Linked DNA regions of Sus scrofa: region 1 is linked to region 2. A link is a contact called in public Hi-C data. All regions are on one chromosome and are shown on one strand. The core of a region is the stretch at or near the end of the contact, and the rest is flanking DNA. Distances in the headings are between cores, read along the strand shown. Region 1 holds the start of UHMK1 (serine/threonine-protein kinase Kist). Region 2 holds the start of NUF2 (kinetochore protein Nuf2).

Region 1 (5,193 bases), core at 601-3,100, 860 kb before region 2:
GGGTTCTTTCAAGAGTGTGCAGTCAAGATTTCAGCTAGACCTGCAGTCATTCTGCAGGGACTGGAAAGTCTTTGACGGGGACTGGAAAACCTTCTTCCAAGATGCCTCACTCATATGACTGTTGGCGAGGGGCCTCAGTTCCTTACCATGGCCATAGCGGTCTTGAGGGGCTTCATGTTAAGGCAGCTAGTTTCCCCAAAAACAAGTGATCAAAGAGATAACAAGATAGAAGCTTCAACATCTTTTATGACCTAGAAAGTCACACGCCATTATTTACACACTATCCTATTGCTTACACAGATCAACCCTATTCAATGTGAGAGGAGATGATAACAGAAAGTGAATATTAGGAGACTAGGAACATTGGGGGCCAGTTTGAAGACTAGCTACCACAGAGTCATTACTTTCATTTTTGAAGGGGTTGGAAAAACATAATTAAAATCTACTGCAGAATATTTTCAGACCGATAACTTCTGATTCTAGCATTTGGGGAAAAAGTTTAAATGCAACCAAGACATGGATTATAACAATGGATACTTTTCACAAAGGAGAACCTAATCAACTTCTAGAAATTCAGCATTTGCTATCTCTGATTATAATACATTCAATTTCAACAAAATAGACTGAAATGAAATGCTTCTTTTTACTCACACTTTTCTAATGGGTGAATTGCTAAGAGTTCCTCTACAGAGTTCTAGCAATTTACCTGCGCCTCCTTTTTACCTTGACCCTTGGATTATAATTATATACACATCTAATTCATTCTACCAACTCAAAATTTTTGAAATCATGGTTAATTTCTATTTCGAATCTCCTCTCTATTCATGACCTAAGTTCCCTTCCACACCTCAGCTTCTCCACTTTGCCTTCCCCTTTATATAAGCAAATAAATGTCTGTGTTCACTGCCTTAGGGGAGCTTGTGAGTTTTGTTTTTTGTATCACAAAAGCCCAAGTTCTCAAGAGATTAGTTGAGACTTCAGCTATAGAAGAAAATGATTGTTAGAAATGGCAGAGAGTGCAGAGAACTTTTCCTAATCCAGACCCTGAAAGGGTCATACAGACAGAAATAAGGCATATTTCAGTGGCAACCTGGCAAGACAATAACCAATGATACTGAAAAGCAGAGCTCAACCCCTCAATCCCCACATAAACCACCTCATTTACCTGGAAACTTGGACAAAACCTGAGGAAAAGGTGATGGAGGCAAATGGTCATACTAATTTTGTGCCACCCCATCTGAATGGAGCTTGAAAAAGTTGAACACAGAATAATAAGGAAGAATACATTTATTACACATCCTCGTTTGTGGACCGAGATTCCGATTTTTTACACTTGTTAATAAAAAATTGTCAAATGAGTAAAAAAAATCGAATGAATAAATGAAAAACAAACGTTTGTAAAAGATCCACGTTTGCCCAGGGAGGCTGCTTTTTGACTAGGCAGCCAAAGGCAAAGGAAACTAAGAGAAGCACAGAAGCCTGGGCATCCGGAATTATAACCACTAGGGAACAGAGCGAGGAGGTGGTGGTAAATCCATTCCTTTAGCAACTGGGGTATTTCCTTTGGATCCTGGCTATGAGACATGTAGGCAGGGTTTTACTTTCCAAGCTTCCCAAAGGTGAGGTGGGGTGCCTCAGCAAGAACAAAAATAAGTTTTAGTTTTAGGTGACTGTGTGTGAAAGCGGTTAACATTGGGCCTAGAATATTAAGAACTCTCTAACGCTTAACTCTCTCCCTCAGTCCTTTCCTCCAAACCTAATTCACCTAATCAATTCTAGACTCCGCCCTTTCTGGGCCCGCCCTTCAGCTTGTAAGATTGGCTCTTCCTCCATTTCCGGCTTCTGGGACCCGGGCGCAGACGGCTTCCGGTGTCATGGCGGCCTGAGGTCCCGGCAGTCGGTGAGGCGGCTGCAGGCCCCTCCCTGCAGAGCCGCTGGTCCGGCGGGCGGGGATGTGACCGAGGGCCCTGCCGGCCTGCCTCGGGCGTCGCGTCAGCTCCGTGTCAGTGCCCTCAGTCCACACCGATGGCTGGATCCGGCTGTGCGTGGGGCGCGGAGCCGCCGCGGTTTCTGGAAGCTTTCGGGCGGCTGTGGCAGGTACAGAGCCGCCTGGGTAGCGGCTCCTCTGCCTCGGTGTATCGGGTGCGCTGCTGCGGCACTCCTGGCTCACCCCCCGGCGCCCTGAAGCAGTTCTTACCGCCAGGAACCACCGGGGCTGCGGCCTCGGCCGCCGAGTATGGTTTCCGCAAAGAGAGGGCAGCGTTGGAACAGTTGCAGGGTCACAGGAACATCGGTAATTGCCAATATCTCCCTTCTCTTCTTAACCAGGTCTCAGAGCAAGCGTACACTCCCCCTCTCGGCCTAGCGTACGGTCTTCTGTCTTTTAGGCGGGAGAAGTAGGTCCGGCCCTGGCCTTATCACCCAACCCAGGACCCTTTCCCATCCCCCTTTCACTCTCATACTGACTGTAATACGGTGGGCCGCTTTGCCCAGTGTTCTATAGTAGATGCTCAATAAATTCTGTTTTGCTTCAGTTCTGTTTGGAAAATGCTGCACTTACTAGCACAGAGAATTATCTTCTGTAGTGAAAGGAGGCATGTCTTTACTAGATTGTCATGTCTTGTTCGGAAATTTTTGAATCTTTGCATACCAGTGAAAAATGGGAGATAGTTCTAGTACTTGTGACGTCAATGCTAATAGCTGATATAGATGTTACCTGATACATAATTTTTGTATGGATTTGGGAGAAATGACTCCCAAATTTTTCATAAGAATCCTTATAGAAATGTGAAAATGATACATACGCACTTTATACTTTTACCCACTTAAGACCATGTTTCATGATTCAGATATTCACAATGTAAGATATGTAATGATTACTGATGATTGAGCTGTGAAAATAGTTTTCATTGCTAATACACCAACAGAGAGCATTTAATTATGACTTTGGCTCATAGATATATTACTTACTGACAAGCATGATCCATATTTATTGTGAATAGTGACCTTTTTAATATTACCATTTGGAGAAGAATTTCTTAATAGTGTTGCCCCCCCTTTTTTTTCTTTTTTAAGGTTTCCTGAATGATGTAGGTAAAATCTGATATTTAAGAGGGAAATATTTTACATTTTTATAGGCCTAAGGACTTGTTGACTCTAAAAGATTAGGTTAAAATGTCATCTTGAATGTCTTGACCTCTCCTTTTAATATTTAATTATATAGTGCTATTTTGGATCAAGAACCAATCTTCAGTTTTGGTTTTGTACATTGTGACATTTGCCTTAAGAATACTTAGTATTTGGATTTTTCTTTTGCTCATTTTTGCTTGGCACCCAAAGTGCATATTCACTCATCTCTGAGTGCTTGGGAAGCACAATTTTAATTATGTGCCATATTTAATATCTTTGAATTGTAATCCACTGTTGAAGGTCCTCTTATTTTATTAAAATAAAATAACCCACTTGCCCAAAAATCTTACTAATGGGAAAAATAAATTACGGTGGCTTGCTTGCTCATAACATTAATCCTTTTCTAGACTACCTCAAATTTGTATCTACTTTAGTAGTCACTTACTCTGAGTCTGGTTTTTAAAGTGTTACAATTTGTTTCTTTTTCTAGTGACTTTATATGGAGTTTTTACAATCCACTTTTCTCCAAATGTGCCATCACGCTGTCTCTTGCTTGAACTCCTGGATGTCAGTGTTTCGGAATTGCTTTTATATTCCAGTCACCAAGGTTGTTCCATGTGGATGATACAGCATTGTGCCAGAGATGTTCTAGAGGCCCTTGCTTTTCTTCATCATGAGGGTTATGTCCATGCAGACCTCAAACCACGTAATATATTGTGGAGTGCCGAGAATGAATGTTTTAAACTCATTGACTTTGGACTTAGCTTCAAAGAAGGCAATCAGGTAAGACTTATTTTCCCTCCTCACCCACTCAATTGTCTAAGCCAAATATTTTAAAATAACAGAGGTAGTTTAGTGGAGACTTAAAAGAGATATTTCTGTATAAAATACTGAAGTGACTGGGGATTAAGCAGTTAAAAAGAATTTCTTTGCCATACGTAGATATGTTTGGGTCAAGTAGGGGGAACTAGTTTGAGAGGGCTCTGGAATTATTAGATGTACTTTACTTCATAGAATGGTTGTTTTTTGTTTGAACATTTGGTTAATTGCTGAGTTACTGTTAATTTGTCTGATGGCAGAACAGATATGACAATTCTGGCCAACGCATCATTCTTCATGGTTTATCAGCTCTTTGCAGAGTGTCCTTATTTATCAGAAGTGCGTAATGGGCAAGAGAGTATCTAAAGAACTGAGCAGTAGTGTGGAAAGTGCACAGCTTGCCTTTAAGAACTGCCCAGTTAATGAACCAAAGAATTATGGTAGCCAAGGACTAAAAATTTTGACGTCTCATTTGGCAATAGGTCACTGCACTTTCAGAGAGGTAAATACACCGTTGAGATGGATGTCAAGTGGGTAGTTTTTTATTGGTTATAATATTTACTCATCTTCTTCAGGATGTAAAGTATATTCAGACAGACGGGTATCGGGCTCCTGAAGCAGAACTGCAGAATTGCTTGGCTCAGGCTGGCCTGCAGAGTGATACAGAATGTACCTCAGCTGTTGATCTGTGGAGCCTAGGAATCATTTTACTGGAAATGTTCTCAGGAATGAAACTGAAACATACAGTCAGATCTCAGGAATGGAAGGTAAACTGCACCAGTGTTTTGCTTTAGAGTCCTTAATCCCAAATTAAGAGTACTCAGTTTGTAATGATTCTCTTTGAGGACTCTCTGCTTCCTTCATCTCTTCCTTATTCCTCTTAACTGCATTCGTGTTACCTTCAGTGCCTCTCCTCACACCCTTAGCTACGGATGTTCTAATGAGCATTGAATACTCACTGTTCCTAGCCTGGGCCTGGCATGTCTGAGTACTTGATAAAATGTTTGAATGAATGTATTTTCCCAAAGAAGCAAAAGTGATTTACTTTGTTTAGTAATGTAGTTGTATTACATTCTAAAATATTACTGAAAGTACAGTAGTATTCTCTGAGGATTGTTAGAGTGGATATTGGTTCTTTTACAAACAAAAACTGGAGGAACAGTTTTTGTAAAACCACTTGTTCCAGATGGTACAACTGGGTCTTCCAGACCTGGGCTCCAAAATCTGTCCATTCTACTCAAAGTT
Region 2 (5,221 bases), core at 2,474-4,973:
AGTAGGCAAAGAAATAAAAATCTGAATCTCAAGGAAGAAGTCAGGGATAGCAGTAGTTTTAGGATCTTTGAGCAAGCAGATTAAAACAACGAGTGGATGGTGCTCTGAAGGGAAAGATTCACACAACAAAAAAACCAACCAAAAAACCCAAGGTTGAAACCTATACTATTTTAAAAGCAGGCAGAGAAAGAGTCCCCTAAGAAGCATGAGTTAGGCAGAAGAAACAGGAGGAAACAAAGGAAGTTAGGTCAGTAAGAGTCTGATTAATGGTGTTAAATGCAGCGGAGAAGTCTAGAAAGAGGTGCTGATCAATAGCACAGGTGAAGGAGGCACTTTTTATCTTCTGAGATGAGACAGATAAATGTGGTGGTAAGGGAAATGGGTAGCCAGGAAGGTAAGGTCTATGTTGCATGATGGCTTGCATTTTCTCAATTAACTGGGAAGAAGGTTGTTGGAGATATCCGCGGCCCCTAGGAAATCTCTATATTTAAACGAGAGGGCACTTGATGGCAAGCAAGGACAGTGTAGGACCCAGTTCTCATATTTCATCTATTACTGCCACACTAGACCAAGGGAATAAAACTTTCATCCTTACAAACCCACTAAAACTAAGCAGAAACAACAATTTGGAAATCCTGTCACTTAAAAAAAGAGATTTTTTTTAAAAAGTTTAACTAACAGCATTAGCTCTCATAGGAACACCACCTGAATTAAAGACAAAATCCTAGTTTCAGGATGCCATGCTCTCACTGAGAATCTCATCTTGTCAGTGAAAGGTCTGCTCAGTCCTTACAGGTCTGTCATCCAGGATCTAAAGTGCAATCTAGAAAAGGAACATGGAATAAAAATTAGAAAAGGAATTAGCATAAATAAGCAGACCCATGTGAATGTGTATCAAGTGCTTAAAAAGAGAAGTTGAAGCTGAGGAAGGAGGTAGTTATGAGAAATCACTGAAGGTTTTAAGACAGGGAACTGACAAATGATAAAGGATTGTCAAGAACTGCGGTGAGCTGAAGCTGTTGAGCAAGAGTAATAATACAATGTCAATTTGTGTTGTTTTCTCTGGGGCATCCAGCTGGGGATTTATGGGACAGATTGAGGGTTAAGGTTTTGACAGGCATCTGGGTCAGAGGCAACGGACATAGGGAGTTTGGATGTTGATAAACCATGCAGGTTAGGCTGGGAAAGGATGGAAGGAGGGTTGACAGAGAAAATGAAATATAAGCACAGATATAGAGCATATAAGGGCATACAGATACAAATGGGAAAAGATGCTACAGCCATAAACAGTGGAATCTAATTTTCTGCTGTAGTTAATGTCTTTATGGATGATGACAAAACTCTAGAAAGTCTAGGCTGAGATTTCTGGATTTTTGATGTTCTGCCCTCCACTTCACAATGACCAGTAACAGACAACTGAATTTTGAAAAATCAGATCTACTCTTGTAACTGAGACAGTCTGTGTAAATACCATTAGTTTTTTTCCTAATTTTAATTCTAATATAACTATCAACTTGCCATATCTATAGTAAAATTATCCCCCAAATAAGCAATTATTTTATTGTAGATACCATCATCCTGCTCTTCTTTTACCTCACTTTTCTCTCTCCACATGGTCTATTCCATTCTTGGTTTATATACAGGTCCCTCTTTTCTTGTCTGGACTCCTAACAATGGTTCAGACATTTGTTGGGTAATTATCATTTGAAAGATATATTACTAGGACAATGTATAAATCATAATAGTCAAAACAACAGGGAATATTTATCAAGTGTTTACAATTCTGCTGGACATTTTACATGAATGAATCCATTTAATCTTCATGACACTCTATAAGCCAGATATTATCACTATTTTAAGGATGCAGAAACCATTTTAGTTAGGTTAAACAACTTACCTGAGTCCATACAGATAGTAAGCAGTGTGATGAGATATTTAAACCTAGTTCTTTCTGACTTAAGAGCTGAGCTCTCAGCCACTATGCTATCTATTGCCCTTTTCCCTGCCTCTGAAAAGATGTGGCCTGTGGAGTATGTGCATGCACAAATAATCAGTTTGATTTGGTAAGTGCCAATGAGAAAGGCTTTTTTCTCTCCTTTCTTCACTGACTCTCACTATTTAAAAAAAATCTATTTCCTAGCTCACTTTTATAGAAAGGAAAAACCCCTAAACTACTGAATATGCAATGTATTTTTTTTCAAATTGGTATGCATTTCCATATTAACAGGTATAGCCTTCACCCTCCAAATCAAAGTACCAGAATTTGCATCTACTTCCAATGCAATCTTTCCAGCATTATTTTTCACTTGAGGCAATTCAGACTTCCCATCCAATACATCACTGTCTCTAGATATTACCATAGCCTGTGGTCAGACACAAGTCTTATTATGGCCTCTACTGTCCCAAGCCATAAGAAAACCAAATGGCTTTTCCCTCTGACAACTAGGCCAGTAGTTGCTGCAAGACCCTTATTTGTGATCATGTATGAACTCCCTCTCATTCGAGCATTATTATCTGAAGAATCCAACTCAGAGACATCCAAGTTTGGCTAATAGTTCAGTGTTGGGAAACACCAGGAGTCCCTGGCTCCTGTGGAGGGATGAATGAAGGGAGGGAGAAGCACCAGGAGATTTGGGTTCTACCCTAGACAGTGTCACTTACCGTACAAGTGGAAACGAATCACTTCTAAGCCTGTGAAAGTGAACTAACCTAACCAAGTGCACTGCTAGGTTGCTCTCATCTCTTGAAGTTGTACCTACAAACACAATCAAATGATCTGTGTTCAAATCCTGATTATGCTACTTATGAACTACTGCGTACAGCTTTGGGCCAAGTGCATAATCTCCTTGATTTAATCACTCATTTGATGACAGTATCTACTAACCACTTTTCCTTATTAATTTTTTTTTTTCCTCACCCGCACATGCGTAAGATCCCCGGCCAGGGATCAAACCTGTGCCGCAACAGTGACAACGCCAGATCCTTAACCAGCTGAACCACCAGGGAGCACCCCTTTCCCTTTTTTTTTTTTCCCCTCTCATTTTTTTTAGGGCCGCACCTGCGGCATATGTAAATTCTCAGGGGTCTAATCGGAACTGCTGCAGGCCAACCACAGCAACGCCAGATCCGCCAGATCCTAGCCGCATCTGCGACCTACACACTACAGCGCGAGTAAATGCCAGATACTTTAAGACACTGCGTGAGGCCAGGGCTCGAACCCGCATCCTCATGTATACTAGCGGGTTTTTAACCAGCTGAGCCGCAACGGGAACTCCTCCTTTTCCCTTTCTAATGAAGCCTAAATTAGATAATACCTATAAGCATCCAACACAAAACCTGGAGCCTCATAATTAATGATCAAAAAATATCGATATCATTATTACTCTGAGACTCTATGACTTACCCTGCTCCATTGAAAGCCCCACGTCCTCTTTCCCTTGTCACCTTAAGCTTAGCACACGTCTCCAGAAATCCTCCATTCGCTCTTGCTCTTCGCCTGGAACCCCGACAGTTTTCAAAAGTTTCGGGGACTCCATAGCAACCTCGGACTCCTCCAAACCACTGCGCTCCCACTGCTTACGAACTCGAGGTCCGACTAGGCACCAACTCCGCGAAAAATAGTTCCGGGTGGAACCCGGCGTCCTCTCGCAGTTCCAGCCCCAGCCGCCTTGAGTCTATTGAGCCCAACCGGCACCCGGCGCGGCTAGAGAGCAGGAAGTGGGCGGGGCGGAACGGGGAGGGACTTACAGGAAGAGGCGGCATGTTTGAAAAGTAACAACGGTTGATGTTTGCAGATTTTTGGCTTCGCTTGTAACTGCTCCACGGACTCGCCGTCTTCCTGTGGGCGGCTGGTGCGGCAGGTGAGCGCTAACAGACACGCGCGGGAGGAGAAAGGGAGACTAAGTGCGCCCTCTCGCTCTGGAGCCACCGGCCGGAGTCAGAACGCGGGGCCTGGCAGTGTTTTCGTTGGGCGCGGCGCGGGCGGGGGAGGCTAGAGAAGACAGGTCATTTTTTTGGATTTTAGTCCCCCAAACTAGCTCATTTCCTACCAAACGGATGGGTGTTGTCTGATACAGCATAAACTACGGAGAAGAAACTTGAACTGAAGCTGGTCAGTTGAAGCTTGCATTTATATGTTTTAAACCCATTTCTTTAAAAGGTGATGGGGTTGCAGATGTTGGTCAACTTTCTGCAAACCTCCGTTGCTCAAACGTCGCTTAACCAAAGTCAAAATCAGGAATCAAAAGGCAAAAATATACTTCATCCGAAAGTTAGAGGAAGAGAGCAGTGTACATATGCCATGCATGTATAGCATGATTATTCTTCCTGAATGAGTTCAGGAAACTTTACCTTATTGAGGTTAGGAGTCATTGTTTTTGTTTATTCTCTGCTTCCTGGGATTTTGATTTCCACGATCTAATTTATTTTAGCAAAACAATGTGTTTGAAATTTAACTGGTATTCATTCAAAACCTACTGTGCACAGGACTTCGGTGTTGCAAATAAATGAGAAACTGAGGGGTAACGAATGTAAAATGCCTGTTACTTGGCAGGCGGCCTGAGGATCACTTTACATTTATTAGGTCATTTATATATCTTTATCTAACCAAAGTGCCTCTCTCCTCCATTTTCCCCCTCTCTTCTCCTGTGTTTTTTTTTTTTTTTTTCCTCCCTCCCCCAAGAATGGATTGGAACTTCCCTTGATTCAACCTGTCAAAAGAAGCTAGAAATTGGATATGAAAGGTGGTTCCAAGAGGAAACATTGGAAGTTTGGGAAACGTCCTGGAGGAGACTAACTTGGAACAGAAAATTCATTAGGTTATTAAATTGTGGAAGGTTTTAGAAACCAAGCAGAAACATGTGAATTTGATGTGGCGAATAGGGCGAGTAATTATTTTTGTAAAGATGTTACATGATGCAGTGGTATTCTATATGGATTAATCTGAGAGGGTGTGAAGATTTTAGAAGAGAGGGATGTGCAATAATAATTTTGAAGATATTTTACACCTCTTTAATGTGATCATCTCTGATCCAGATATAGTATGTTTTGGAAAATTAACTTTCTGCCGCCTTTCTTTGGGCAAGGCTTTTTATCATTGATTTTTAAATCTCTCACCTAGATGAAAATGTAGATACGCATATTTATGCTGAAAAGGACATATAATATATGAGGTGTCAGAATCTGGGTTCAAAAAGATTGTGGCTATAGAAGGAAAACTTGG

What was found. A called contact is a pair of places that touch in the nucleus more often than the background predicts.
Region 1: a Hi-C map of embryonic fibroblasts shows a contact between it and region 2, with 2.8 times the contacts expected there. The contact joins the promoter of UHMK1 here to the promoter of NUF2 in region 2. A contact is called at or near these places in 1 of 5 promoter capture datasets (liver), 5 of 47 Hi-C or Micro-C datasets (embryonic fibroblasts, heart right ventricle, mesenteric adipose tissue and 2 more) and 1 of 2 datasets of contacts at active chromatin or transcription factors (skeletal muscle).

What each region holds. Positions count from the first base shown.
Region 1 is chr4:88,049,592-88,054,784 of Sscrofa11.1, reverse strand. UHMK1 (serine/threonine-protein kinase Kist) reads left to right here and starts at 1,850. Exons shown (of 8, transcript XM_021089503.1): 1 at 1,850-2,293; 2 at 3,620-3,912; 3 at 4,524-4,715. The coding sequence starts at 2,026.
Region 2 is chr4:87,192,695-87,197,915 of Sscrofa11.1, reverse strand. It overlaps NUF2 (kinetochore protein Nuf2), which reads left to right and starts at 3,723. Exons shown (of 14, transcript XM_005655379.3): 1 at 3,723-3,860. It overlaps LOC100518120 (a long non-coding RNA gene), which reads right to left and starts at 3,610. Exons shown (of 2, transcript XR_001303421.2): 1 at 3,404-3,610.